7 separate regions of the Mus musculus genome follow, and regions 2, 3, 4, 5, 6 and 7 are each linked to region 1. Evidence: chromatin contacts called from public HiCAR-type, HiChIP or PLAC-seq and promoter capture Hi-C data. All regions are on one chromosome and are shown on one strand. The core of a region is the stretch at or near the end of the contact, and the rest is flanking DNA. Distances in the headings are between cores, read along the strand shown. Region 1 holds the start of Lrrc8d (leucine rich repeat containing 8D). Region 2 holds the start of Aff1 (AF4/FMR2 family, member 1). Region 3 holds the start of Klhl8 (kelch-like 8). Region 4 holds the start of Hsd17b11 (hydroxysteroid (17-beta) dehydrogenase 11). Region 5 holds the start of Sparcl1 (SPARC-like 1). Region 6 holds the start of Dspp (dentin sialophosphoprotein). Region 7 has its middle 7.9 kb from the start of Spp1.

Region 1 (3,724 bases), core at 441-2,940:
TGGGGGGCTTGGGTGAGAGTGTTTTTTGAAACAGGACCTCATGTCACCCATGCTGGCCTCAAACTGGTTATGTAGCTGAGGGTAATCTTGATCCTTCTCCTGACTCCAGTCTAGTGCTGAGATTTTGTTTGGTTGGTTTTTCGAGAGAGGGTTTCTCTGTATAGCCCTGGCTGCCCTGGAACTCACTCTGTAGACCAAGCTGGCCTCGATCTCAAGAAATCCGCCTGCCTCTGCCTCACAAATGCTGGGATTAAAGGTGTGAGCCACCACTGCCTGGCCTACCTTTTAATTTATACCAATAATAAAACCATAAAAAAACCACAAACCTCTAGAATCAGCTTGAAAAAAAAAAAAGATGATAGAAAAAGCAAGTGGTGGTTCTGCAAAGGGAGAAACTTTTCTAAACTGATTTTAACAGCAGGACATTTTTCATCCAGCCGTCCCACCATTAGTTGTCAGGAGCATGAAAACCTCTAACCTCCTAGATCAGCAAACCCAGGGCTGTAATTACATCACCTGCCACACACTGGCTGCCCACGCACTTCCTCCTTGGCAGGGTGTAGGGAATTGGAGAGGCTGCAGTCCGGGAGGGTCCGGGAAGCAAACAAAAGGCTGAGGTTCCATCTAAAACTGCCTGGGGCTGCTCAGCGGGAGGGTGTTGGCCCTCAAGGCCTGGCCTCTTCTTCCATGTCTGGGCGGCCTACTTCTACCTTTTAGGGGCCACTGTCACCATCTGGGAGCCCAGAAAAACATTTTCCTTTTTGCCTCTCTCTGTAGGATCCTGGCCTTCTTTAAGAGCGTTGGATGATAAATGAATCTGGAGGGCATCTTTTTGGGCATGAGTTCCCAGAAGCGTGAGGTTTCAGATGAAAGGAGATACTGAAGTATGGGGAGGAATCGTTTGTTTTGATTGAACTAAAATAATTACCCTGACTGACTTGGTGTCCTGGCCCTCATCTCTCCACAGAGGAAAAAAAAAAAAAAAGAACACTAAGGAAACTTCACCCGCACGGCAACAAAAACACACCGGAAAGCTATCGAGTTGGGAAACTTTTTTTAGAACAACTTCCCAAGTGCCTGTTTCGTACGCACGACGTTTTTGGCTTAAACGACTGGGACCAGGGAGGTCCCGATTCAGCTGAAAATAAAACGTACGAGATAAGGCATTGTTAGCAGAGAAATCTGTTTGCGCAGACATTAAGTTAGGTGCACGAGCCCTGAATCCCAGGTAATTGCTTTTTCCCAGTTGGAAGGCACTGGATGACTTTTTAATGCCTACCCCGCACCCGTTCTCCCAATCTCAACGATCAGCTTTTAGTGGTCAGAACAGCCTCCTGAAACTGCAACACAGACGAAGCTTCCCGGCCCAGCCCGGTTGCTTCAAGGGAACAGACAGCCTGGCACCATGCCCTGCCCAGGTGCGCTTGAAAGAGATAAGCTCTGCGCCTCCGGCGACGTTCGGCGGCCATTCTTCTCCGCCTCGTGCACCTGCTGAGCTTCAAGCAGCCAGCCCAGAATCCCGGTCACCTCCCGGCCACCCAGCCCCTCGGGTCAGCCGGACCGACCCCCTAGGCAGGCGCGGCGGGGTGCGCGGGCCCAGAGCAGGCAATCACATGGAGGCCCGGGCCCGCCCCATTGGCTGCGACCCGGCCAGTCGCGGCGCTCGCAGGCTGCGGTTGGTCCCAGAGCTGCGGCGCCTGCACGGGCCTGGAGTCCATGTTACGCTTTGTCTAATTCCCCTCGTTACAGAGTCATGTGCTGCTGCTCCCGTCGCCGCCGCTGCCGCCGCCCGGGGTGCCCCGGCTCCTCCGCCGCGCTTAGAGGTGGCAGCCGCGGGCGGGGCCGCGGACTCAGGGTCCAGGGCGCCGCGCGCCTCCGGGGCGCGTCCCGGTGCAGCCGCCGCCCGCCGCAGGTGATGCCGCCGCCTCCCGCCTCCGCCTAAGCTCCCGCACGCGCGGCCCGGGCTGCCCGCGAAGGTGGGTGCGCGTCGGTCCACCCTGGCCGGGAGGGCGCAGGTGGAGCGGCCCCGGGGCGCGCAGACGTCCGGCCTCTCGGCGCCGCGGGGGAGCACGGCTGCTCCCGGGGCTGCGATCGGGAACTCCGGAGGGCTTCGGGACCCTGGGGCGGGGAGTGCGACCAAGCCCCCCCACCCCGTGCTGGGACATTGTTTCGCTTTGGGCCCTGCGCGGGCCGGGTGCCGGCTGCCGCGCTCCCGCCTCGGCCTCCGTGCGCGCGAACGCAGGGGCGGAGATTGCCTATCGCGGTGGCTCCGAGTCCTCCAGGAGGTGGGTGTCTGGTGTCTGGCCTGGTTGGCCCGGAGCCGGCGAGAGGAGCCCTTGAACTTCTGCAGAAACGCTTCCCCATCCGCCTCCGTCCCGCTCCGGGTGGGCCACTCGGGGTGCTCGCGGGTTGGGGCGGGGAAGGGAGGGGAGCCCTGCGCCCCGCCCTCCGCGCCCGGGGGGAGGGCACTGGGGCCGCAGGTGCACCCTGCGCGCCGCGGGCCATCTCCGGGTTGGGTACCGGTATAATCCGCTTCTAGCTTGTTTGGAAGCGTGGGCTCTTGGGAACGGGACTTCTGCTTGATTCTGGTTTAGGGGCTTGAAAAAGAGGAGAACTGGGGTGCCTTCCCAGAGGACTGTCACCTCCAGTTACTGGAGGGTCGATGGGGGACACTCTGTCTCTGTCCCCCTTTATGTGGGGTATCCCTAACAGATAAGGAAATGAGATTTTTTTGTTGTTGTTCTTTGATTTTTTTTTTTAAGCCATCCGCAGTGAAGGAGAACTGCTTCGGGTCGAGGGGAGGAGAGGTAGGTCCCCTCTGGAGAGGGTTGGGGTATAAGGTCTCGCGGTTCCCATGCAGCTGGGGTGTGCGTGGCAGAGAGTGGGGAGGTAGGATTGCTGGAAAGAAAAAGCAGGGTAAAGAAATGGGAGCAGAAGGCGAAGAGATGAGACCAAGTATTGGGCGTCCTCGCCGAACCGGAGCCCTGACTTGAGACTTTGGGGGCTCCTGTTTGGTTTCTTTCCTCCCACAATTTCCTTCTCCGTGACTTTGAAAGTTTTCTTTTAGTTTTTATTTTGTATTGGTCAAGACAGCTGTGAAGACGTGAGTTTTTTTGTTTTTGTTATTTTTTTTTGAAAGAGATATAGACGTGAAGCACTGATATCCGGAAACTTTCCCTGGCCATTTAAATAATAAAATCCCACCCACACAGCGTTCACTGAGCACCTAATACACTCGCTCAGTGCTCGAGTGTGGAAAGAGTCCCGGCAGAGCGTGGAGTCTGGTCTCAGTAAGGGTAAGGGCTGTTTACTTAATAAACAACCGAGGAAAATATGATTCAGGCCCCCCTCCCCAAAGTTTCCAGGGCCTGGTAGAGGGTGAGGGTCATGAAGACCTGGGGTTGGGGGGGAATCACTACTCTGTGAGGTCTTCAGATACCATCTGTTTTTTCCAGCTCGAGAACACAGCATATATATTATCAGCAAGGTCAGGGTCAGAGCTGTCCTGACACCAACTGAAGTTAAAAGCCAATGTCTGGACATGAAAAAGAATTGAAGATTAAAATGAGGTCGAGAACCTGAGAGTGTTGACTGCCACTAATTTAGGGAGCCCTCCGGAAATACACGCGGAAGTAATCCACAGTGCTGGATGGGATTCCACAGCGGTGGAGAGTTCCCGCTCTGTCCACAGGAACATACTATCTTAGATTCCTCTAGTTTTTAT
Region 2 (3,724 bases), core at 463-2,962, 1.9 Mb before region 1:
TACTTAATGTGGAACCTAGAAAGTGACTCTGGGACCTCTGGAAGAGCAGATGAGCCCTCTCTCCAGCCCTCAGGCATGTTTTTGTAGCATCACATATTGTCATTTGGAACCCATTGCTCCTTAAGTCAAGCAGTGAGTCCTTCCCTCTCACCTTGGTCTGACAGTATGGGAAACTGTCTCACCTGTAGCAAGCTTCCCCTATAGCTCTGAAGGTAAAACCTTATCTTTGCAATAAACACTGAAAGTTGTTTTCCTAGAAGAGAGACTTGCCAGATGCCCAAGTCAGAAGCGTGCGAATTGTTATCTCTAGGAGACATGGTCTATGAAAAACCAGCTAGTTTCTGGTTGGTTTCTCTCTCCAGTCACTTCACACTCATCTTCAGGACTGGTGCTGTGCTTGTGAGCTTAGAACAGAACAGTGCTTTCTGTGCACTTCCCGTTTGTCACAAGGAGGAGGAGGGAGGGAGGAGAGACAGAGAGACTGACATAGAGACAGAGGGAAAAACCCCGCATTTCAGAGTCAAAATTCAAAGGACTAGTTAGTTCATCAAGGGCATTCCTAAAGTACACGAGTTCTCCAAACTACTACTGTAGGTGGTGGAGAAAGCAGTGTCTGGCAACTTGTCTCACTTGCCACCACAGCCTTCATTCCTGCGAAGGCGTCAGTCGTTCTCCACCATCAGAGCTAAAGCCAGGGGAGTGAAAGACAAGCTTTGTCTTGTGTTCTTATGTAAGTAGTTCTGACCTCTGAGAGGGACTACCGGAATCTGGAAACTTGCGGTATTTAGAAACTGGGCAATCAGTTACATGAGCAATATAATGTGGTGAGTCCCGGGTCGAACCCGGAGCGCACCAAGAAAGTGTCCTTCCAGCAGCAGGCTGGTCCTCCGGGATGCCCCTGTTAAGTCTTCTCCCTGCCTTTCTGCCCATCGTTGTTTTCAGCCGCTTCCCAGGCAAAGCCTGGTGTCTTTCCTGTGTCTGAGTTGACGCAATTTTCGATTGTGCTTTCGAGCGTTTACGTTGGTTTGCATCATGGTTTTTGTTTGCGGGGGGTGGGGTGGGGTGGGGTGGAGGGGAAGCAATTCTTTTAATTTATTAGGGGACTTCCCTGAATGGCTGTCTTCTGTGTAATCGCATGTTGCCTCGAAGAGGGAAGTCGTATAAACACTTGTTTCTGGGCACTTTCAAAACTGAAAGCAAAGTTGAAGAAGGGTTGCTAGCCGATCCCTGATGTTTCCGATGGCAAGCCCCGCAGCAGCGGCCAGAAGCAGCGAAGGCAGTGATCCGATGCTCCCACTCCCAGCACATCCCCACGGCAGCAGGACCCTGAGGTCCCAGCCCGAGCGCGGGGATCTCTGTAGCGCGCGTTTGAACACAGCCGAATTGGGGGCAGCGGCGGCGGCGGAGGTGCGCGCTGCCCTTAAAAGGAGGCGGGCCGTACCACCGCGGCGCCTGCGGGGGGGTCCCGGCGAGCTCGGGCACCTCGAGGGGAGCCCAGCGCCGCGCACATCGCCCCCGAAGTGCGGGCGAACTGGGAGCCGGGACCCCGCAGCGGGCGGTGCGGACGCACCCCTTGGTCTCTGGTGACCCGACAGTGCCCCGGGGCGGCGGGCATCGCCGCTCCCTGGGCTCCAGGGAGGTGCGGCTCGCCCGGCTGCCCCCGGTGCCCGGATGTCCGTCAGGCTCGGCGCGAGCCGAGGCTCCGGGGGGCGGAGGCGGTGCTGAGGACACAGAGCTGAGGACGCGGCTGCCGAGAGCGCAGAGTCTGCGGGGCAGTATCGCCGACGGCTGCGGCCGACGCTGAGAGCGGCGCGGGCGAGAGAGCCTGCGGGGCGAGCGCGCAGATGGATTTGGGACGCCAGGCAGTGTGAGCCGAGCCATGGCAGCCCATTCCAGGTGAGGCTTGCGCAGGGGGCGTCTGGGACCCGGGAGTGGCCGCGGAGCCCGGGGCAAGGGCGGCGCGGGTGGGAGTGCCGGGGGGGGGGGGCGGGGACCGCAGGAAGCCAGCGGCTGGATCACTGCTATCTCATCCCTGAGTGTCGGGTAGAAAAGTGTGTGAACCGAGTGCAAAGGGACCGCCCGGAAAGTTAAGGTTAAAGATTCCGCTTCTGGCCCGAAGAACTGTTATTTTCGGAAAGTGAAGTTGGTTTCTCTCCTGCCGGAGCCTGGATTTTCACTGAGGTGCCTGTGCACAATCCTCCGGCTCTACTCGTTGCTGGTTTGGCGTCTTCCAAAGAAATTTGGAAGCGCACTTAATGGAAACGAGGATTCTCCCACGAGAGAGTGGTGGAGCCTGGTGAGTAATATAGTTTTTTTTTTTTTTTTTTTTTTTTTTTTTTTTTTTTCCTGCTAGAATGTACGATTCCACATAAAACGGCACAGTCAGAGTGAATCTGCTGAGTAGGCAAAGGCCGGAATGCGCTGGGTTGGTGAAGGGGAGCCTGGCTAATGACCCGCAGTTGCTGTCAGGGGAGTGCCCTGTACTGCAAGGACCGAGTCTTGCCTTCTCCCGGGTTTGAAGGTTTTGAAAGGAGCCTTAAAACTTGGCCGTACACCGGTGCCCAAGATTGAGGCTGTTGGGTGTCATCGCGCTTCGGTCTCTACAGCTGTTGGTTACGGAAAACAGGACCCGTCGAACCTTTTCAAAACTTATGCCAGAAGGCAGTGTGATTGCACAAGTTTACAATTATGGAAATGTTCTTTAGCCTTAATACTTGATTTAGGATAGTGATTTGGTAACATATCTGGACGCTGAGCTGAGGTAATTTTAGTAATTTTAGGTCTAAAGATCATGGAGAACAGTAGATTTGTAAACGTTAGAGACTGAGTAGATAGAACTTGAATTTTTCTAAGAGATAAAACTTCCTAGAAGGAACTTCTCTAAACAGAAAACCTTCTAAGTGTGTCTTACTTTAAAAACAAGTTTAATCCTCTCAACTTGGCTTAGTTGTGTCTTCATCTTATTGAGTGTTGGAAGGAAGGGGTTCCTAACGGGACAGAGGAGTAGGGGAACAGAAGTTGCACCTCAAACTTCTGCTAAATCTTAACTAAAAAGCAACCGTTAGCTTTTAGCACAAACAGAACCTGTAGATTTTCATATTACAGTGACTGCAGATGTCTTCAATCTCTAACGTTTCCCATTTGCTTGAAATTAAGGAACTGTTTGTCGTTCATGGCTAGTAATTAAAATATGTTATAGCTGGATATGGTTGCCCATGCCTTTAATCCCAGCACTTGCCTTTAATCCCAGCACTCAGAAGGCAGAGGCAGGAGGATCTCTGAGTTCTGGGGAAAGCCTTGCTCACCTTTTAATCCCAGCATTCAGAAGGCAGAGGCAGGGCGATCTCTGTGAGTTCTGGGGAAAGCCTGGTCTACAAGGAGAGTTCCAGGACAGCCAGAGCTGTTGTTTGTTACACAGAGAAACAGTCTCAACACCACCAAACCAAACTATTATGTCCTTACCTTGTCAATGGTGTATTTTAGTAGATACTCTTCTAGATCATTTGTTTCCTTTGTATTACATAATTTACTTGTGAAAGTATCCTTATGTATCACGCTGCCTCAGGATCCCTTGGCATACAGCCCGAGATTAAGGTACCTCTTATAAAATAGTTAAAGCTGCCAGAGCATGGGGATTTGAACCTTGGTTCTATTGTTCCAATTCCTTGACTCTTAAACTAACGTCGAACGTAAAATGAAATAAAAGATAAACTGGGTCCTGTGT
Region 3 (3,724 bases), core at 609-3,108, 1.8 Mb before region 1:
TAGCATATGCCAATGCTGACTCTGGTGATAGATGCAGGGAGATCTCTCTTGAGTTCATGGCCAGCCAGTCTATAGAGCTAGCTAGTTCTAGGTCAGTCAAGGCTATACAGAAATGCCATCTCGAAAATCTGAAAGAAGAGAAAGGAAGGAAGAAGGGAAGGAGGGGAAAAGCTTAAATACCCATTTTTAGCCTTTTGTTTAGATTTTGCTGCTGCTGTTTTGAGACAAGACAGGCCCAGGCAGGTCTCAAACTCAGTGTAGCTGATGATGACTCTCAGCTTCTGGCTCTCCTGTCTCTCAAGTACTGGGATCACAGGTACACACCGACACATCCAGTTTGTGCAGTGCTGGACATGAAACCCAGGTTAGGCAAGCACTCTATTTGAACCCTAACATAAAGGACAGAATTTTGAGAGATCATGAAACATCAGTGTAGGTTCTGATACCACGAGGGACTTTACAACAGGGAGGTTGGGTTTCTGTAGGAATGGGGAAATTATACACTCTGGTTAGCTTTCGCTGTGACTTCAAATTAGGATTTGGAATTTATTAAGGAATGTGTAACGTTACAAATTAATAGCACTAACAGTTATCAAATGCTAAAAGAATAGTTTTAAACGTAAAAATTCAGACTGGAGATGTACTCAGTGGTAAGTAGTGTGTTCTCCCGGCATGCTCAAGGTTGGGGGGTGGGAGGTAGAGTGGAGGGGGAGGGGTAGAATAGGAGAGGAGGGGTAGAAAAATATAAGAATGAATATAAATCCAAGCGCATACAGCTGAATACAGCATCTTGTGACTTCTTTTTATACTTGTGTTCCAACTATTTGGTATTTTCAAGGCAACATGACTAAAGTTTTAAGTAGGTCAGTTGGTTTGACTGACAAACCAAAAAATAGGTGCCAGGAGAAAGCAGGCAGAGAAGCAAAGGCTAATGATAAAGCTACCTGCACGCAGTTCACAAGCTCTGGTAGCACTAGCAGAGGGTCTCTGCTCAACTAAACGTACCCCACCCGCCCCTTAGCACGGCCAGGGCTCACGGAAGATGGGGAAACAAGACTGAAAACAATTAACGAGGGGGGGGGGGGCGGGGAGAGAGAGAGAACAGCATTAAATAGAAAAAAGAAAAAAAGAAAAAAAACCCACGTGTACCTGGCAGGTTAATTACTGTGGCAACCCAGGTTCTAAGTAAGACCTATTGCCCAAAGTATCTGCCTACGCTAATACCTTAAGGTAAGAAGCAAAATATAAAGGTAGGCAATTAAAGCAGGTTGGCAAGAATATTCAAAACTGCGAGGATTTCCACGAAATGCATGATAATAAATACTGCCTGCAGGAAAAGGAAGGTAACAAGCTCCCCAAACCGTAACATCAGGGCCGTGCAAGCCCGGGAGACGGTTGGGAACCCCAAACTGTGTCCACAAATCGGGGACCCTCCCTGGAGCAAGCCACGAGCTCAGCCTGGAGCAGCGCCACCCGGCCGGGTACGGATTTTGCAGGAGCCCCGCGAACCCCGGGAGGGGGACACCCCTGAAGTCGCCCAACCCGGACCCCGAGCACCTGCGCCGCCGCTCAGGACAGCGCGGCCCGCGAGGCCCGCCCGGATCCCTTCGGTTCCCCGAGGGAAGGCGCCGGCGCCGCCCGGCAGCTCCTCACCGACGCGAGCGCGGGTGACCGCTCCAGGCTGAGACCCGCGCGCGGGATAACGCAGCGGTTACCTCTGTCCGCGGCCGCCGCGCAGGCCGAGCCGCCACACCCGCTCCGCGCCGGCGCCGCGCCAGCCCCGCTTGGACACCCCGGGGACGCGCTCACCGGCCCGACCGCTCGCTCGTGCCCGGCTCGGCCGAGCGCTCTTGAGAGCCGCGGGGGCGGGGCGGGGCGGGGCGGGGTGGTGAGGCACGAGCGTGCTGCGCGCCGCACTCTGGGAAATGTAGTTCTCTGTTGCCTCTTTGAAGAGCGCGCCTGCGTTTCCCTTCCATCCCTCCCAGTATTCATCCCCTGCGTGGGGAATATCCCAGATTTTATAGCTATTCCTATCAGTTTTATCTCATGCTCTGCAAAATGTATACAAAACAGCTTGTGTCTGCAAAGCAAGGAAGTAATTGAACTAAATACCGAGTGTTAAACACAATTGCTAGTATAAACTGGTGAGATAAGGCAAACTCTCAGTAAAGTTGCTGGAAATGTAGGGAAAAAGAGCAAGGGCATATATTAGGATAGTTCCCTGAACTCTTTTTTTCCAGGGCATTCTGAAGCTTCCAGAATCTTCAAAGCATATTCGAAATGTAGCCATAGACCAGGTGGCTTGGTGCAGGAAGATAAGGTCAGCTGTTCCTGTGGCTGAGATATAAAGATACAAATTGGATCCAGCCTAGGCAAACCACAGAGACTCCAGCTGGGCCTGAAGGAGACAGGTGTCATCACCTGCTCACTTGCACTGGTTTGCTTGTGCCAGCTAGACCCCAAAGGTCCCAGAACCTGCTCAAACATCACCCACGGGTGGGAACCGTTGCCTTAGGGCCACTTCTGCAGGGCTCCTCGAAAATGAGGATCCGAAGTCCCCTGAAACAGAGAGCTCAAATCCATCCTTCTTCCTCAAGTGGTTTTGGTCACGTATTTCGGTACAGTGAGAATAAATTGCTACAACTCTGGACCTAGAGAGGAATTTCTGTTGGCATAGCGGGTTCAGGCAAAAATAATAATAATAATAATAATAATAATAATAATAATAATAATAATAAATCTTAAAGTTAAATATTCATAGCAAATGGGGAAAAAACGAGGGAGCGGGGCAGCCAGGACAAGGACCTGTCCTTAGAGGGATACATCCATAACAACAATTTCACCTAATTATTTTACATATCTATAAAGTGAAGATAAACTAAAAAGAAACGAAGCATGTGGTTTTCTAAATCTAGAGATTTTTCTTAGCTTCATTTGAGAATACACAAGCTGGTTCATAAACAGAGGATATTAGACTCCCCTACCCTGATCTCTATGAATTAAAACCAGAAAGGATGTGATGACACCTCCTGAGTAATTATCTGATTGCACTGGGTGGGAATAAACGGTAATGTTAAATCCCAGTCGGCATTTGCATTTTATATTTTAAGTCTCCCCCTCTAATCCTGGATTAAAAGGCTTTAAACCTCCACCAACATTTCAGATGCTGTCTGCAAATGGATTCGGAAAACTTAATCAAGAAGACAATTTCATCTTCATCTGTAAAGGAGATGAAGCTTGCAGGCAGCAGCAGGAAAGTCTGGACAGAGTTGCGGAACGTCTCAGCGTGAAAATGAACCATCAAGACAATCACCTCCCTGCTGCAGCACCTCACTGGCTTGTATCCCTGTCTGCCCACTCATGGACTCTGACCATCCCCTTCCTCTATGCCAGTCTTACTTGTTTAAACTTCTCTGAACCAGGAGTTGTGGAATCCCAGCATTCAGGAGGCAGAGCAAGCGTTCCAGACCAGCCTGGGCTACATAATGATAACCTCGGGCTAACCTGGGCTACAGCAATGAAAGCCTGTCTAAAAAAACCAAAACAGAAAAAAACGGAAACAAAAAGCAATTACCTCCTGTGCTCTACCTCCAAGACACATTGGTGTCTTCCTTTCCTGGCCTTGGCTCCGTGGCTCATTTTATGCTAATAAATTAATGATAGTTTTCTGTCCGGTACCCATGTAATCAATCTGACAAAGTTATCTTTAAATCAGACTAGAGAG
Region 4 (3,724 bases), core at 733-3,232, 1.7 Mb before region 1:
GATTTCTCAACATCCAACCGCCGTCTGATGGCAGTTTCTCCAAGCCTGTGCATTTGACTCAGAGAACCACAGTACACTCCGTCCTTTTATCTAACCCAGTTTCCCCACCAAACTCCTACTGCTTCAACATTATCAATATAGTATTCTGCATCCCTCTTTCCACGCTAAATGTTTGAAATCAAGTGGGTTATCCACACTGAACAGCCACGAGGGTGGGTGTTGTCTGCTTCAGCTCGGACCTTGATCAGATCTTAGACTTTTCCTCTCTTCAGTCTGTCCCAGGCTTTGAATTTGCTGTCCCTGTGTTTTTAATGTGTGTTGGTCCTGGGAACTGAACCAGGGCCTTGTGCATGCTGCGGTAGCACTGTAACACTGATCTGCAACCCCAGTCTCTCTTGACTCCATCTTCTGATGCCTTCCTTGGCCGCCTAGACGACCTGCAGTGTGCCTTTCCTACCCCACAGTCCCAAGCTCCTTTCATGCTTCCTTTTTCTATGTCACCCAATTGTGCATTTTATAGTACAGGTTGCCTGTTGACTGTCTTTAGCTCATGAAGGCTGCTTCATCACAGGTATCTGTAGTTCTGTATTATAATACTGTCCAGAAGGCAGTAAGAGTCATCAAACATTTTTTTCTTTTGGATAAACACACTTTTTTAGAGAAAATTGTGTATATTAGAAACGATAAGCCCAAACCATTCTTGTTAAAGAATAAAATTTCAGACTAGTTTGTGTGCCACCTGCTAGACTCTTGGCTAAATCACCTCACACATTAACTTACCATCTCCCTGGCCTTCTGAAAACTAAAGCCTGGGTAGCCTCGTCTTTCTCAGTTAAGAAGCAAAGAGCCCATTTCATATGCCTGACCATATGCCTATGCTGGGCCTTGGCTAGCTGACCCATGCTGGCCCAGTTTGCATTGTTAATCCATCGTATACATATCTAATTATCTGTTTTCTCCACCAGACGTAGGTAGCCCATCTCCTGTTTGCCACCAGGTCTTACCATCTGGGCTGTAGATACTATGGAGCACTGATTACTTGTTGTCACAATCACTCTAGAGTTAGAGTTCTTATTTAATCTCATGAACCTTGACCTCTTGTTTATAGAATGGATGTACACAGTGCAGTGAGGGGCACGCTAAGCCAGAAGATGCCTTCAGATTCCCTCTGTCATCCACCAAAAGCCAGACCAACACTTCACTGCTAGCTCCTTCTAACTCACCTCCCACCTCAACCTGAAGGTACAGGAGACCGCACTGAAGTTATTTCACTTTTAACTATTTTTTCTATAAGGTGACTTAGATGACTCCTGTAGGCAACTGGCAGTGCAATGGTGATCCCTGTAGGGTGTCATTTCGAGCCCATCTCAGCAGCTGCAAACGAGACTTGACAGCCGCACACATCTAACTCTTGGTATAGCACCTAAAACTGCTGTATTTTCCAAAAGTTTATGATGGTCAGTAGGAGGAGATTATAGGCCACTTTCAGGATGGATTTAATGTAGTGTTAATGTAGCGAAGGGAGATAGCCAAGATTCTCATTGTCCATAGGTCCGTTCATCGTGTGGTCTTAACAGATATCAAATTATGCCTCTCTTATAATCTGAAAAAATATGAATAGTTACTATATGCTCTATGGACTCTACAGAGAACTATAAAGGGTGGTTGTTTGCCAGTGTGGACCACAAAGAAAAGGCAGCGACGAAGCGCGGTTACCTTATTGATATCCCAGAGAACCAGTTTGGTGTTAAGTTTGGCAAATTCGTAGGCAGTCAGTCTTCCAATCCCATGACCAGCTCCGGTGATCAGGACGATCTCTCCGGCGACAGATTTTTTCTTCTTGGGAATAAAAAGCTTGACAAGAGACTCAATGCTGAAGACGATGAGCAAAGGCAGCAGCAGGATCAAGTCAAGAAGATACTTCATCCTTTTGGAGGCCCGGTGCTCTCGTTCCCGGTCCTAAACGGCCTCTGGAGGGTGTCGGTTACGCACAGAGTAAAAGCTTAAGCAAGGCAGAGTTCCCCTATTAAAGAGAAACAAACAACTCGGAAACCATTCCTTCCGCGGGGCCGGGCTTCAGGAGGGTTTTTGCCATTGGCTCGGACTGCAGTCAGAGCAACTGCTCGCTGGCTTGGAAATCTGGGAGGGACGAAGTTCAGAGGCAAGCCCTAGGGCGGTGCGACCCTGATAGCTATCGCGGACTTCCTCCTAGGAGGGCTAGTTACCTCACGCTTTCCTAAAATGGAAAAATCCCCTCCCTGTCTGCAGCAGACCTAGGAGAGGAGAGGTCGTCACGCTGCGCAGTAAAGGATGAAGGGCAAGTGCTAGCAGTGCTCAGGCTGCGGTGGACAGTTGTCTGTTTCTGCATAAGGGTTGCAAATGTGGAGCCACACCTTAAAGGACCAGGAAACAAGGAAGGGGACTCTTTGGGGAAAGGAAGAGAAGTAGCAAGAGGGGGATGGGAGGACGGCTATGGGGGAGGGGCGGGTTAGAACACCTGGCACGTTTGTGTATAAAAGTCACAAACCCATTTCTTTGCACGCTAACCAAAAATTAATAACAAAACAAACAACCCTTCAAGCAAAACAAAGCACAAGAGGGAAAACCAAGCTCCTGAATTAGAAATGACCCTACATCGCATTTTAATTTGAATTGAGCATTTCTGGAGGGCAGAGGGGTGTATCCTCCCAAGGCATAATCAAGTTTTAGGAGAAGCAGTAAACCCATCTCCCCAGGGAAGAGCCGTGTAGCGGGGCAACCAGCTCCCACTCGGCCTCTGAGAATCTGAAAACGAGAAACAAAACATATATTCAAGAATGGTGGGTGGTTTGCCTGCCTGTGTGCACACTATTTTTGCTCCCGGTGTGGGGAAAGGGCAGATGAGGGTTCTGGGTTTCCTAGAACTGAAGTTACTAGGAGCTGTGAACCTGCATGTAGGCACTGGGAATTGAACCATTGTCCACAGGAAGAATGGACAGTGCTCTTAACCACAGAGCTATAGCCATCTCTCCAGCATTCTCGTCCCCAGTACACACTTTTTGAGACAGGATTCCTCTGTGTAGCTCTGGCTGGCCTGGAACTCTCTCTTCCCCAGGTTGTTTTGAGGCAGTTTCTCCTCATTTAGCAGCAGGAACAAGCTAATAGCCTGTCTGTTGAGTGGTTGGTTTATGAACTATAAATGTTATCCGTTGACTTTCCTCCTGTGACACTGAGGATGTGGCTTGCTTTGCTTGCTCTTTATCTTCCTGTCTCCTATCATCCCAATATAATTCTCTCTCCCTTTGCTACTTCTGTTAAGTTTTATTTGTAACTTTAGGCAACAAGGTTCTATTTTTTTTTCTTTCTTTCTTGTTCCAACAACTATAGATGTTGGCAGAGAAAAAGTATCCTATCCTCTCCAGGAGTCTGATAGGTTATTTCTCCACCTCCAGTTTACAGAGCCAATTTAAGCCAGATTAAATTATATTAAAGTCAGCTCATTGCTGCTTTCAGGAGGCTTAAGTTCACTGGCCCCAAAGACCAAGGCCAGAGACAGCACCATGGGTAAAGTGGAAAGTTGGGGTAGAAGGGGAGAGAGAGAGAAAGAGAGAGAGAGAGAGAGAGAAGAGGAAAAGAAGAGAGAGACCAAAATGTCTGAATTATACAGAGAGGAGCCTCTGGGGGAAGGGCAGCCCAGCCTCTAGGCTGGAAAGTTCAAGATTGGGGGCAGGGTATGCCAGGTAGG
Region 5 (3,724 bases), core at 540-3,039, 1.6 Mb before region 1:
GGTGATTGACAAGCAGAGGAAACAGACTGCTCTACCTGATTGGACTTCACTTAGACGATCCAAACTTTAAATCTTTCCTAAGAATGGGGTGGGGGGTGTCTTTAAGAAAAACAAAGGAAACCAGTCAGAAACAAAGATTTAGTGGAGCGAGCTGTAAACTGAAAACAAAACCCTGGGATCTAAGAGAAAGGAGAGGGTAAAATTTTTTTCTCCCCACTGCGGGTACATTTCTATTCTGTGTGGCTGGAGTCTGCCCCAGAGGAGTCTGCAATGTCAAGGTGGCACATTTAACCTCTTTGCAGACAAAAAGCACTGCAGATGAGACTATACTGCAGGACTTCTCTCGGGTACTTTTTCAACTGTATTGATTGGCAGCTGCAAGCAGGGTTATAGTTTTCTACTGCAGGGTGATCTTGTTCCTGAAGGAATGAGCGAGAAAGGCTCGCAGGAAGTGCTGTATTGGGGAAGGTGCAGATGGGAGGACCTTCTCAAAGACAGCACAGTTGTTAGCCCTGACTTCTCCTTTAGCATTGTGTTTTTCTAGAGAGGATGTAATGAGGAACCGGGCATATTCCCTGTCCCCTTGTCACCTCTTAACAAATGATAGGTAGCAGGAGGAGAGAGATCTGTGAAAACTGTGAGGGAAAGGATAATATGAAAGTAACCGAAGAAGAATGTACTGTTAGAGATATTTCCTAACTGAAAAACAAACAAACAAACAAACAAAGCATTCTACTTCTACACAGCTGTCAGGCCCATGACAGTGACAGATACAGTTAGGTAATTTAAACATGGCAAACACACATTTTTTAAAATTTTGAAATCTATACTTCTGGTTTGGCCATTACGAAAACTATGGTTTATTAGTGCTCGACATTTAATTTTGTAGGAGGAAAAGAGACATGGCCACACAAAGTAAAATTCTCCTTTTTCCTTCATATAAATCACTCCAAATGGGATTATAAAAATAAACACATGGCTTTGAATTATTTAAGCAGAATCATCAAGCAGTCTTTTTAGATCAGGGAAGTCAGTTTAACGCATGCAGTTGGGCAATATAAGCAAATTTAACATTTACCTGCGGAGAGGTGGCTGGATCCAGAGCCTTGGTAGCTTGAAGCCGAAGTTGAGTCCCCTCCTTGCACACAGCCAGGAGGTAAAAGTTTGACAAATGCCCAAGAGGAGCTAGCTCTTCCACCCCCCTCCCTCGTCAGCTTGGCTGCTTTGCCTAGAAGCACATTCACGTTTATTGGAGTTGAAATTCTGCTGCTCTGTCAGCCAGTCAGGGTCTGAAGTGACAGATGAGAATTTGGAGGTTGGCACCACAGGGTGTTTCAGGCTGTCATGGTTTCTGTTGCAGATTCCTGGATCTCGCTCCCTCCGTGCTGCTGAGCTTTGCAGCAGAGCAGACCCAGAGGGAGAGAGCTAATTCTGCAGCATGCATGGAGTGAACGGCCCTCCCCTAGCCTCTCCTCCTCATAGGCTCCTAACTTGGCCAGAGTGTAAGCATTTGGCTCTTCATGCAATTTTTTTTTTTCAAACAACTCTGAGAGATCGTATGATTGGGATCCCTTGGGGCTTGTGACTCTGAGACACTGCAGAGAGGCTTCACACTCTTGTTTATTCCTAGGGCGACTGCAAAGCCAGGGTGAAAGGACAGAAGGATCACTGCAGCAGATGCGTTTTTATATTGCTCGATTGGAAGCTGTCCTCATGACCGCAGTCTGAACGTTAACAGAGAACCGTTCCGGCTGCTTTAACCGTCCTACTCGTAAGCAGCTCTGGAAAATGAAGTTGCTGCTCTTTAGAGCATGCTGATTTAGAGAAGCTGTGATTCATAGCCTGCTCTTGCCCAGCCCAGTCAGTCATCCTCTGTAAGCCTATGATGGCACCGGGCTGTACAAGAAGAGGTCTTCCTGTGTGCTTATTTCTGACTTTGCACTGTGGCATTCATCTATCAAGGCATGTAAATATTTATTTATTTATTTATTTATTTATTTATTTATTTACCTGGCCCCGAGCTAATCTGGAACCCACAGAGATCCGTCTGCCTCTGCCTCCTGGGTACTAAGTTTAGAGGAGCAGCAGTAGGCCTGGCTCTGCTTCTGTATATGTATGTGTGTAATCATTTCAATGGTTGTGTCTGTATTTATTGCACATTTATCGTGTGTCGGACCCTGCGCTAACAGCTTTCAATGCATCGTGTTCGTGGAGTCTGACAAGTCTTTGGAGGTTTTACTACGTTCCCATTTTAAAGATAGTACAGAGTAATGTTAACTGTACAGGATTTAAGGACAGGCAGCTTGGATTTTCTTCTTGACTTTCCCACACCCTAACTGTACACCCAGGAGCTAGTAATAACCTCTCTCAGCATCTGCTTTCTTATTTATAAAATGAGGCTACAGATATAGGAGGAGTGATTATAAGGTCTATCACAGGCAATTGTTCTGAGTTTCAATAATTTGATGCAAACCAACTGCATAAAACTCCTGCCATGTAGTAGACACTCAACAAATGTTAACTATTTTGGTTTATGTCAGACGACAGCAACGTTCGCTTTCTCCCGGGTCTCTAACTGTAATAGCAAGGTGGTACTCTCCTTGCCTCCCGCCTGTGTTAGCCAACTGAGCAGGCATTTCGCTGAGGAAGAGATACTGCCCCCCCACCCCCTTCTCCAGGTGACTAGCCCAAATGCTTCTGATACTATACACTCTCCACTAACACTGGATGAGAAGTTGTTATTTAACGTAATTTAGGCTCTCTGAGTGTGTGACAAAGTCAACAGGCAACCAGACTGATAAAAGCAAAAGCCAAGTGAAGCAAATAAAAACCCTGAGCTATACAAGTTTGCAGACGTGCCTCAGCCGGTTCGCTCTACGGACCCCAGAACATTCGTCGCACTGATTTTCAGAATGAGAAAGGTAACAGAACTTATCTCTGTCGTGCAGCAGGGAAGTCTGGGAGCAGAGGAAGCCGGGCAGTGAGCCAGAGCCCTTCCAGCTGGGAAGGGCGCACGTGTCTGGGATCAGGATTATAGAAAGGGCCGAGGATGTGACGTCTTGAAGCCTCAGACAATGGGATGTTTTTTCCTCAGCTCAGGTTTGGAGTGTGAGCAGCTCCTCTGAGGAAGGGACAAGGGTTTGTTTCTTCCAGGGCCTCTGCACACATCTGCACGCTTCTCTCTGGTCTTAGCAGCATAGAGGATGCTGGCGCCATTCTGCGATGGTGTCCCGAGGGATCATGGAGCAGCGAGACCAGCCAGGCCATATAGAAAATGATTTGACTTTTTTGGTTAAAGAATTTTCTCAAAGACTTCGAACATTAACTTATTTTAACTAGCATTCTCCATTTATTTGAGACGGCTTTATGAGTTTGATTCCACGTAATGAGATTAATTCCATGAGAACAAAGAGAAAGATTTAGTTGGAGAGTGCTTAAAAAACCCAAAACATCTTGACCCAACTCAAAATTTTTTTTCTAATACTGAATTTGACATATTTGTTGGAATGCTGAAAACAAAGTTCCTTGCAGACAGATTGTTCACGGAAAACTGGAATTAAGGCCTAAATGTAATTTATGTCTGATGAGAGCAGGTCTCATTTCTAAGATTGGGGATTTTCACTCAGTTGTATGACTAGAGAGATCTCCTGTTCAGGGATGAGAACTTTAGGGTACTGTAATATATAATGACAAACTCACACACAGGATGTAAGAGAATACTGAC
Region 6 (3,724 bases), core at 453-2,952, 1.5 Mb before region 1:
GATACCCCGAAAAATTTGCTATGTAATGCTTTTATTTTTATTCAATTTGATACATTTTGAGATTTTCTTTTAGTGAATTCTTTTCCCATTGGTAACGTAGAAGACCACTACTTAATTGAGTTAGCTTAGGCTCAACAAACAGACTTTATACAACTTAACTTCCTTCACATTTATGAAAAATTAATCAGTATCGGCACTGAAAAGGCAGAAACAGGTAGAACTCCATGAGTTTCAGGCCAGCCTGATCTACATAGTGAATTCTAGGACAAGCAGGGCTAGGTAGAGATACCCTATCTCAAAAAACCAAAACCCAAAAACATTACGTTTAAGCAGATTTAGTTTTGACCCTAAATGTTTGTCTTAGTGAAGGTCCCAAATGCTCTTAGCAAATGTTTCTTTGTGTAGTTGGAGAGTGTTGTGTGCTAATACAGCTATCAAGCACTTCTGTTTAGACACCGAAGATCTTCTTAACTCTCCATCAGGTCTGGAGAGCTGTTCAAATCTGCTATTACAACCAAGTTAGGAAGAGGAAGGCAATTCCTGAGGAAAGTGGCATTCTTAAATATGATTGGCCCTTTAAGATGCTCAAAGAACCAAGAACCATGCAGTGTAAATAATAGCAAAGTGTTTACTATGGAAGTGCAGCTTCGAGGAAACTCCCTTCCTATCACTGGAACCTGTCCAATCCCTACCTACATGAATATGTTGTTTAATTCTCTCAGTATAAAGCTCTGAAGATGCTGTTGCTGGATAGTGATTTAATATTTCTGATCATATGTGTTTGACATCTTTCAGTAGTGTGACATAAAAACATGGACACATCCCTAAGCTGGTACACAGAGACTCCAATTGCCTAGTGTGGAGCTCATAAGCTAGAGAAATGGCTCAGGGATCATCTTGTATATCCAGGGCTCGAGAGAATGATGGGTTCAGGCAAGTACTTTTTCCTTTCTGGAAGCACAGCCTGTTTTCCTATTCTGTACTCTATAGTTTACACATATAGTGGAGCAAAGAATGAAAGCTGTGTCTGTGGTGTGTGTGTGTGTGCACTCTGTACTTACGCATAGATACCTTACACCATGTTTCACCTTTGGAACAGCTATTTTTAAATTTAGTTTGTATTAAATTAATAGATTATAAAGAAAAACCCAAAACCTTTATGTCAGTGTTTAGATTAAATCAGAAAGGTTTCCTGAAGTTACTGTTTATAAATTCTTTTAAAGATCCCTTAGGCAGTGTCAAGACTGTTGCATGCGGACAGCCGCTTGAATTATAGCGCACCAACTTTAATATGTACCTCAGGAATGATAGGGGTCTTAAATAGCCAGTCGTATTTACTAGAGAAACCTAGAGTTTTCTTAGATTGCCGACCTAAGCAAGAGGAGAAATGCAGGGTGACAGAGTCTAAGTGGCTCTTTTCAGATATATCACACTGATTATCTATATTTAAGACACAAAACAGTCTTCCAGGAGCTATTTAATTAAGTGAAAGTAAGTCTAGTCCTTTTGGAACCAAAGGTCTCAGTGAGCCAACGTACCGGCGAGCGAGGGAGTGGGGCGTTATTACAGCCTCATAGGCACACTGACTCTTTAAACCCCCACATCAGGGATCCTAAGCAGTGATTGGTTGAGAAAATTATCAAACTGAATTTAAATTTCAGCAGGTACAAAATTGTCACGCAAAAAGCCCAGGACAGTGTGCCACTCTCAGCCTGGAAAGAGAGATAAGGAAATCTGGATTTTCAAAGTCCCCTCGGAGGCTTTGAAGGTAAGATGGACTCCCTCCTGCCAGGAGCCAACTGTCTCCTGTTGAGAGAATCTCCAGCTGCAGAGATGAGGGTGACTTGGGATAAAGTTTTTAACTCTTCAGGTCTACACTATATATTAAAGATAATGTGTGATTCAGGAAGGGGTGCTAAGCCATCTGATGAGACCATCTGATAAGACGACGAATCACTGGGGAGCAGAACTGATTTTGCCCCAGTATATTGTTGAGACTTTATCTCCTATAGGAAAAACCTAAGATGAAACAAACATTCTAATTGTATTAATTAAAAAAAAACAGTACCTGAAGGGTTTTATGTATAGTTCTCTATAGCTCTATTTTTGTTATTTTCATTCAGGAAAATACTTTTAAGAGCTATAAACCTAGTCAAAGGTGTTTTACAGCCTTGTCCTTGGAATGTTGGGAGTGTTGGGATTTAACAAATGAGAATCACACACTGTCTTCCTCTTCGAGACAGAGACATGGATGATGCAGTGTCCAAACACCAGCTCTTCCTGAGAGATAAGCTGGGTTTGGGGGTTTGATTTAATCATGGCTCTTCATGATTTCAAGGTCTGCCTAGTGTTTATGATTAAAGCTCTATGGCGAAAAGAATTGTGGTTCCTCCCAGGGCTCAGTATCTGCCTGATATTAATCTTCCGATGTTCACTGACTGGACCTAATAAATAAATCTCCATTTAAACTTAGTATCTTGACTCAGAGTCAACTTAGGATCTGGGAGCGTAATTTTCTGGCATGTGATGTGAAGTTTCTAAAAGTAGACGCTCAAACAGTTTTATGTAGAAAACACACAGATCTGTCAAGCTGATTTTTCAGCTCCAAATTTCATGATAATAGGTTTAGGAAAACAAAGACATATTGCCTCAAGTTGGCAAAAATTGAGGTGGAAATTTGAATGTGGTCACTTTGAATGGTTTTGATTTAAGAAAAAATAGATAACTTGTATTGTAAATATCTTTAAAATATTTTTATTCATTCCCTGAGAAATTTGTGTGGTATGTTCTGATTGCTCTCCCCAGATCTGCCTTTGTTCTTTACTCACACAACTTTGTGCTCTTTTTGTAAAGAAACAAAACAAGAGCCATGCACACCAGTTTGTGCTCCTCAAATGTACTCAGCTGTGTGGCCATCTGCTGGGTTCTGGTTGCCTTACCAGGGGCTACATTCTTGGAGAACACTGCCTTTCCTTTTTTCCCACCACCTATTGTTAATTGTTCTTCATGTCCAGCTTTCCTCTCCTTGCTGGGATTTGGTCTGACTTGGGCTTGCACGGTCGGGTGCAGGCTGTCAGAAGCGCTGTGAAGATAGCTCGGGTAGTTTAAGTCTACCTCAGGCATTCCAACAAGGCCCTCACAATGAGGCTTTGCGTTTCCTGGTCTTCTTAGTGAGTGATATATTCATTCTAACTGGCTATTCATACATTTCATCTAGTGTGGGGCAATAAATGGGACAATTTAAAGGAGCCTCAATTCTAATGACTGGTTATTTCCACCAGGGTCTTTGATATGGTTGACCTGCCTTGCCAACAGGTGCAAGTATCATATATGTCAGTGCTGGAGTGGAAATGTGGTGTGTGTGTGTGTGTGTGTGTGTGTGTGTGTGTGTGTGTGTGTGTGTGTGTAAGGAGGGATGGAAGGTGGATGGTGGGAGACAGGAAGTCTCAGATGGTCAGATTTCAGTTTAGAAATTATATGTGTGTGTGTGTGTGTCTGTCTGTCTGTCTGGACTTTATTGCAGGTACCTTTCCAGGACCAGGGATCCCCAGTTCACACTCGGTTTAGAGTTGCCAAGCTCAAGTATAAGCTTGGCTTGGTAGACAGATGGCCTTCACCTCAACTCCTGGCCCTGGGGCTTTGTCTCAAGGCACCTCATTTTAGTTTGTAGAATAATTGAAGGGACCCCAGCTTTTCTTAGCTTTCTCTTGACAGCTATAAGGAA
Region 7 (3,724 bases), core at 576-3,075, 1.3 Mb before region 1:
TAATGTCTAAAATATAACCATTTCAATGGACATGCCCAGTTTAATTAAAGCCATTTAGGGTTTTAATGGTCAGAGGAACACAGATTACCCGGGAGTTGACAGCAGCCAGAACCTACAAGGCTCCCTCAGGAAATATTCTCACCTAAGTATGACATATACTAATTAATATATGAGCGAGCAAAAGCTTGAAACTTGAATGGAATTAGAAGTTGATTGTTTATGTTTTCTATCATCTTTGCTCAGTAAATGTGTGGCTTTCTTGCCCTAATAGAACCTTGTGTCTGTCTTCTAGCTATTCTAGTAATTCTTAGGTAAGAATGTGTGCGTGCTTCTGTGTGTGTGTGTGTGTGTGTGTGTGTGTGTGTGTGTGTGTGTGTGGTGTGTGTGTTTCAATTGAAAACCAACGTTCTCAGTTTCATCCAAATATGAACTTTCAGAAATATTGTAGTGCCACATGTGACTTTAGTCTTTAGAACTAGATTTCCCTTTTAGAAATCATGGAAACAATCTAAATATCCTTCAACTGACAAATGAATAATGAAAATATGGCACAAATATACAGTATATAGGATGCTGTTCAGCTTTAAAGGAAAAGTTAAATCATGAGATTTGCAAGTAGGTGAATGAGACTAGAAAAGAAAGTATTGAGGGGTGATCCAGACCAAGAGAAATGAATGTTATGGGTGCCTATCTGTGGCTCCTAGCTTCAAGGCTTCAGATGTAAATGCATAGTCTGGAGTCACTGCAGAAACCAGGAAAGTAAAGAGGGAAATGGAATGTTGGGGAGTAATAGGGACATGGATGCCAGGCTACAGTGATTAGGGAGGGGCTGAGATAAATCCAGAAGGAAGTAGGTATAATACCAGTGAGGATGTCTGCAAAGGTTATAAAGAATCCTATTACTATCTACCTTCATAAAATTATATGTAATGCACACACACACACAGACATACACACAAACACACACATACAAATATACACACATGACACATACAGACACACATATGCACACAAACATACACATGTACACATACAGACACACACCTGGAGGGAGGGAGAGAGAGAGAGAGAGAGAGAGAGAGAGAGAGAGAGAGAGAAAGAGAGAGAGAGAGGAGAGAGAGTTAGATTAAGTGAAAATTTCCCATCTGGGCTGACGATGCTCTCCGTGAGAGCTACAGACTATCAAATCCTCAAGCCTAAGCGCAAGAAACTTCCTTTGAGTTATTGGTCTGGATGGTCCAAGGGACACCCCCCACACACCCAACAAAACAAACAAACAAACAAAAACATTATAGGTTATTGCTGTGGCCCTTGGTTTCCTTCCAACGGTTGAAGATAAAAAAGTCCCTATTTTGGAGGACACCATGCACTTCAGACATAGGACCCAGACAGTTGGGCTGGATCTAACCTGAAAACCTCCTCCCTAAGGACTGGCTCTTAAGCCAGAAGGTACCATGCAAGCTTCCAAGGGACAGAAGCAATGTCATGCAAAGCCATGATGGCCTGTTGCCACGGACCAGGTTCAGTCGGCCCCCCTCAATCCATGGGAATCAGGGGCTCTGGCAGGTGGACGTGGAGTTGGCAAGAACTGACAGACACAGACACGAGAGAGTGTGCTGGATATGAATGTATTTTGTCCAAACGAACACCAGACTTTTAATACAGAAGAAAAACAAGAAATTTAGGCAAACACATCCGCCAAGTTTACACTGACACAAAACAAAAAGAATGCATACATCAAAAGATGGTGGGAGCCAGGCCACATTTACCACTTAAAAAGATCAGCTGAACACTGGAGCCAGGTGAATGGCCTGATGCAACCCTAGTCTATTGTTAAACCCACCACCAGGAGTTCTTTAGTAAATACCTGATTATGCTAGTCCTCTGGGCCCAGTGAAGAAACCTGCACCAGGGAAATTCCCTTCTACTCTTTCAAGCGACAACCCACCTATTTCCTAGGCCATTGTGTATATCTGTGTTTGGGTGTGACTCAGCTATTGTCCTAAGTAATTGCTATGCAGACTAGCCCTGAGCTTTCCTAGCTCTGTTCCAGTAAATAGTAATGCCTAATTAGTTTCACTGTCTCTACTAGAAGTGAATTTGAATGTTACTGAATAGATAACTTTCTTACTGAATTCCAAGCTCAGAGTTGGCTTCAAGGATTTTCTAGGACATTGGAACACTGATAGAGGCTTAGCTATGTCAAAAATCAATCCTTAAAGGTACTTATAATAATAATACTGAAAGAGAGCACACGGATCCAAACACCAGACTAACGCAGGGACAGGTTTTGAGTATATGGGCTATGAGAATGCCAAGGTTCCAGGAGGCTGTTTCCATGAAACCCATTGCCTCATGACTACTTTCAGGCTTTAGGCCTACCAAGTAGACTGCACTGGAGTAGTCGTAGCAGCCTGTGAACTAAAATAACAACCAGTGTGGCACAATATCACTAAGGGTGAACTAGTAGTGAGCATATGTTGACAGTAACAAATAGCTCTCTACTTAGACCGAAGGCCTACTCACACAGAAGTAAATCCTGCTCAATACTAGAAACTTAACCAGTTAAACAGGACTAGTGAAGTCATGGATCTTGAGGGGTAACCTACACCTGCTACTTTACTAAACCAACACAATCCCTAAGAACATTCTAACTATGTGTTCTTAAACCCACAGATAATTACAAATCTAACTTCCCATCAAAGAAACATCTTCCTGGGTACAGATGAAGACCACTATAAAAAAACCACAACTTACAAAAATGCAAAACAATGCCTGTGACTGTGTGGTACCCAGTCTCAGCTGATACATCTATAATGCAATTCTTGTACCTAAGGCTCAGGGATCATGGAGGAATGACCCGTCCAGCAGGTCCAGTTATTCGAGGATCTCGAGGGGACCTCCTCCTAATAACCAAATGGGGGGTAGAGAGAGACGAGGGTCTTGTACGAATAACGACACGGAAACCGTTCTGAAGCTGTATCAAGACCCCGATGTATTGAGAAAGGTCCAAGGCTTAAATGCACAAGCAAAAGGGGAAGTACAGATAAATTATCAGTGGGATGGGTAGGGCAATACAAGCAAAAGGAGAGGTATTTATCAGTGGGAGGGGTAGGGCAATACAAGCAAAAGGAGAAGTACTTATGGGAAGGGGGGGCAATAGAAATTCTTTCTTTTGACAGCTACACAGGGAAGCAGGAATTTGGTAGTGTCAGGGTGTGGTCAGGAGAGCAGTGATGACCCAGGGCTGGAACATCCCATAGTTCTCGGAATCCATGAGTCGGTGGCCCGCTTTTGACCCCTTTTTTCTTCTGGGGGGGGGAGGCCCAATTTAGAGATCGAGAGTTGTCTTAATAGCTCCCAACAGAGGAAGAGAGGAGAGAAAGATTGCAATAACTGGAGCACCAGGAAATCTGCTGTAAGAAGGTGTCGTCAGGGAAGCTGTACCCATGAACTCTCATCAGCATGGTTGCCTAAACAAGCCCTGAACACTGGCAACACCCTCAGACAGACACGATAACACGGGAGGGGGAATCTCATGGCCCCTAAATGCTAACCAAAGAACTACATGTAACTAAGGAACACAGAAAGCAGGAGAGATCATCGTCCCCAGAGAAGAGCCCTTGAGTCATTCAATATTAGGTGGTTAGCCTTGAAACCATACATACAATTAACATTATAGCAACTGAGGAGGCTGTATTTATATATTTAGGAATACACACAC

Evidence for each region. Promoter capture Hi-C pulls out the DNA fragments that hold promoters and counts their contacts. HiCAR-type assays count read pairs that join an accessible place to other places. HiChIP or PLAC-seq counts read pairs in DNA pulled down with a chosen protein or histone mark.
Region 2: a contact with region 1 is called in an H3K4me3 HiChIP or PLAC-seq map of embryonic stem cells, with 6 read pairs. The contact joins the promoter of Aff1 here to the promoter of Lrrc8d in region 1. A contact is called at or near these places in 2 of 39 promoter capture datasets (the HPC-7 cell line and liver), 1 of 484 Hi-C or Micro-C datasets (neutrophils) and 3 of 115 datasets of contacts at active chromatin or transcription factors (double positive thymocytes, embryonic stem cells and thymic regulatory T cells).
Region 3: a contact with region 1 is called in a promoter capture Hi-C map of pre-B cells, with 4 times the contacts expected there. The contact joins the promoter of Klhl8 here to the promoter of Lrrc8d in region 1. A contact is called at or near these places in 3 of 39 promoter capture datasets (hippocampal neurons, liver and pre-B cells).
Region 4: a promoter capture Hi-C map of pre-B cells shows a contact between it and region 1. The contact joins the promoter of Hsd17b11 here to the promoter of Lrrc8d in region 1. A contact is called at or near these places in 2 of 39 promoter capture datasets (the C10 cell line and pre-B cells), 1 of 484 Hi-C or Micro-C datasets (B cells), 2 of 115 datasets of contacts at active chromatin or transcription factors (large pre-B cells and pancreatic cancer cells) and 1 of 9 other capture datasets (liver).
Region 5: a contact with region 1 is called in a HiCAR-type map of astrocytes, with 2.5 times the contacts expected there. The contact joins the promoter of Sparcl1 here to the promoter of Lrrc8d in region 1. A contact is called at or near these places in 3 of 39 promoter capture datasets (cranial neural crest, embryonic stem cells and hippocampal neurons) and 3 of 115 datasets of contacts at active chromatin or transcription factors (astrocytes and embryonic stem cells).
Region 6: a promoter capture Hi-C map of hippocampal neurons shows a contact between it and region 1, with 2.8 times the contacts expected there. The contact joins the promoter of Dspp here to the promoter of Lrrc8d in region 1. A contact is called at or near these places in 2 of 39 promoter capture datasets (the 3T3-L1 cell line and hippocampal neurons).
Region 7: a promoter capture Hi-C map of embryonic stem cells shows a contact between it and region 1, with 10 times the contacts expected there. The contact joins the enhancer-like site here to the promoter of Lrrc8d in region 1. A contact is called at or near these places in 4 of 39 promoter capture datasets (embryonic stem cells, hippocampal neurons, liver and 1 more), 1 of 115 datasets of contacts at active chromatin or transcription factors (embryonic stem cells) and 1 of 9 other capture datasets (macrophages).

Annotation. Positions count from the first base shown.
Region 1 is chr5:105,698,279-105,702,002 of GRCm38.p6, forward strand. Lrrc8d (leucine rich repeat containing 8D) reads left to right here and starts at 1,691. Exons shown (of 3, transcript NM_001122768.1): 1 at 1,691-1,976. Gm42166 reads right to left here. Exons shown (of 2, transcript XM_017321263.2): 2 at 1-2,585. The coding sequence ends at 1,610.
Region 2 is chr5:103,752,450-103,756,173 of GRCm38.p6, forward strand. Aff1 (AF4/FMR2 family, member 1) reads left to right here and starts at 1,713. Exons shown (of 20, transcript NM_133919.4): 1 at 1,713-1,896. The coding sequence starts at 1,880.
Region 3 is chr5:103,909,401-103,913,124 of GRCm38.p6, forward strand. Klhl8 (kelch-like 8) reads right to left here and starts at 1,859. Exons shown (of 10, transcript NM_178741.4): 1 at 1,716-1,859.
Region 4 is chr5:104,019,814-104,023,537 of GRCm38.p6, forward strand. Hsd17b11 (hydroxysteroid (17-beta) dehydrogenase 11) reads right to left here and starts at 1,983. Exons shown (of 7, transcript NM_053262.3): 1 at 1,717-1,983. The coding sequence starts at 1,926.
Region 5 is chr5:104,112,299-104,116,022 of GRCm38.p6, forward strand. It overlaps Sparcl1 (SPARC-like 1), which reads right to left and starts at 1,790. Exons shown (of 11, transcript NM_010097.4): 1 at 1,079-1,790. It overlaps LOC330143 (a long non-coding RNA gene), which reads left to right. Exons shown (of 3, transcript XR_003955771.1): 3 at 1-3,724.
Region 6 is chr5:104,169,001-104,172,724 of GRCm38.p6, forward strand. Dspp (dentin sialophosphoprotein) reads left to right here and starts at 1,703. Exons shown (of 5, transcript NM_010080.3): 1 at 1,703-1,768.
Region 7 is chr5:104,441,101-104,444,824 of GRCm38.p6, forward strand. No RefSeq gene overlaps it. Among named protein-coding and RNA genes, the nearest start is that of Spp1, 7.9 kb to the left of the region's middle. Within about 2 kb of position 1,826, at least 15 of the 459 cell types and tissues checked have an H3K27ac peak or open chromatin away from gene starts, as enhancers often do. A contact at or near this core is called in embryonic stem cells and stem cell-derived epiblast-like cells, where this site is marked.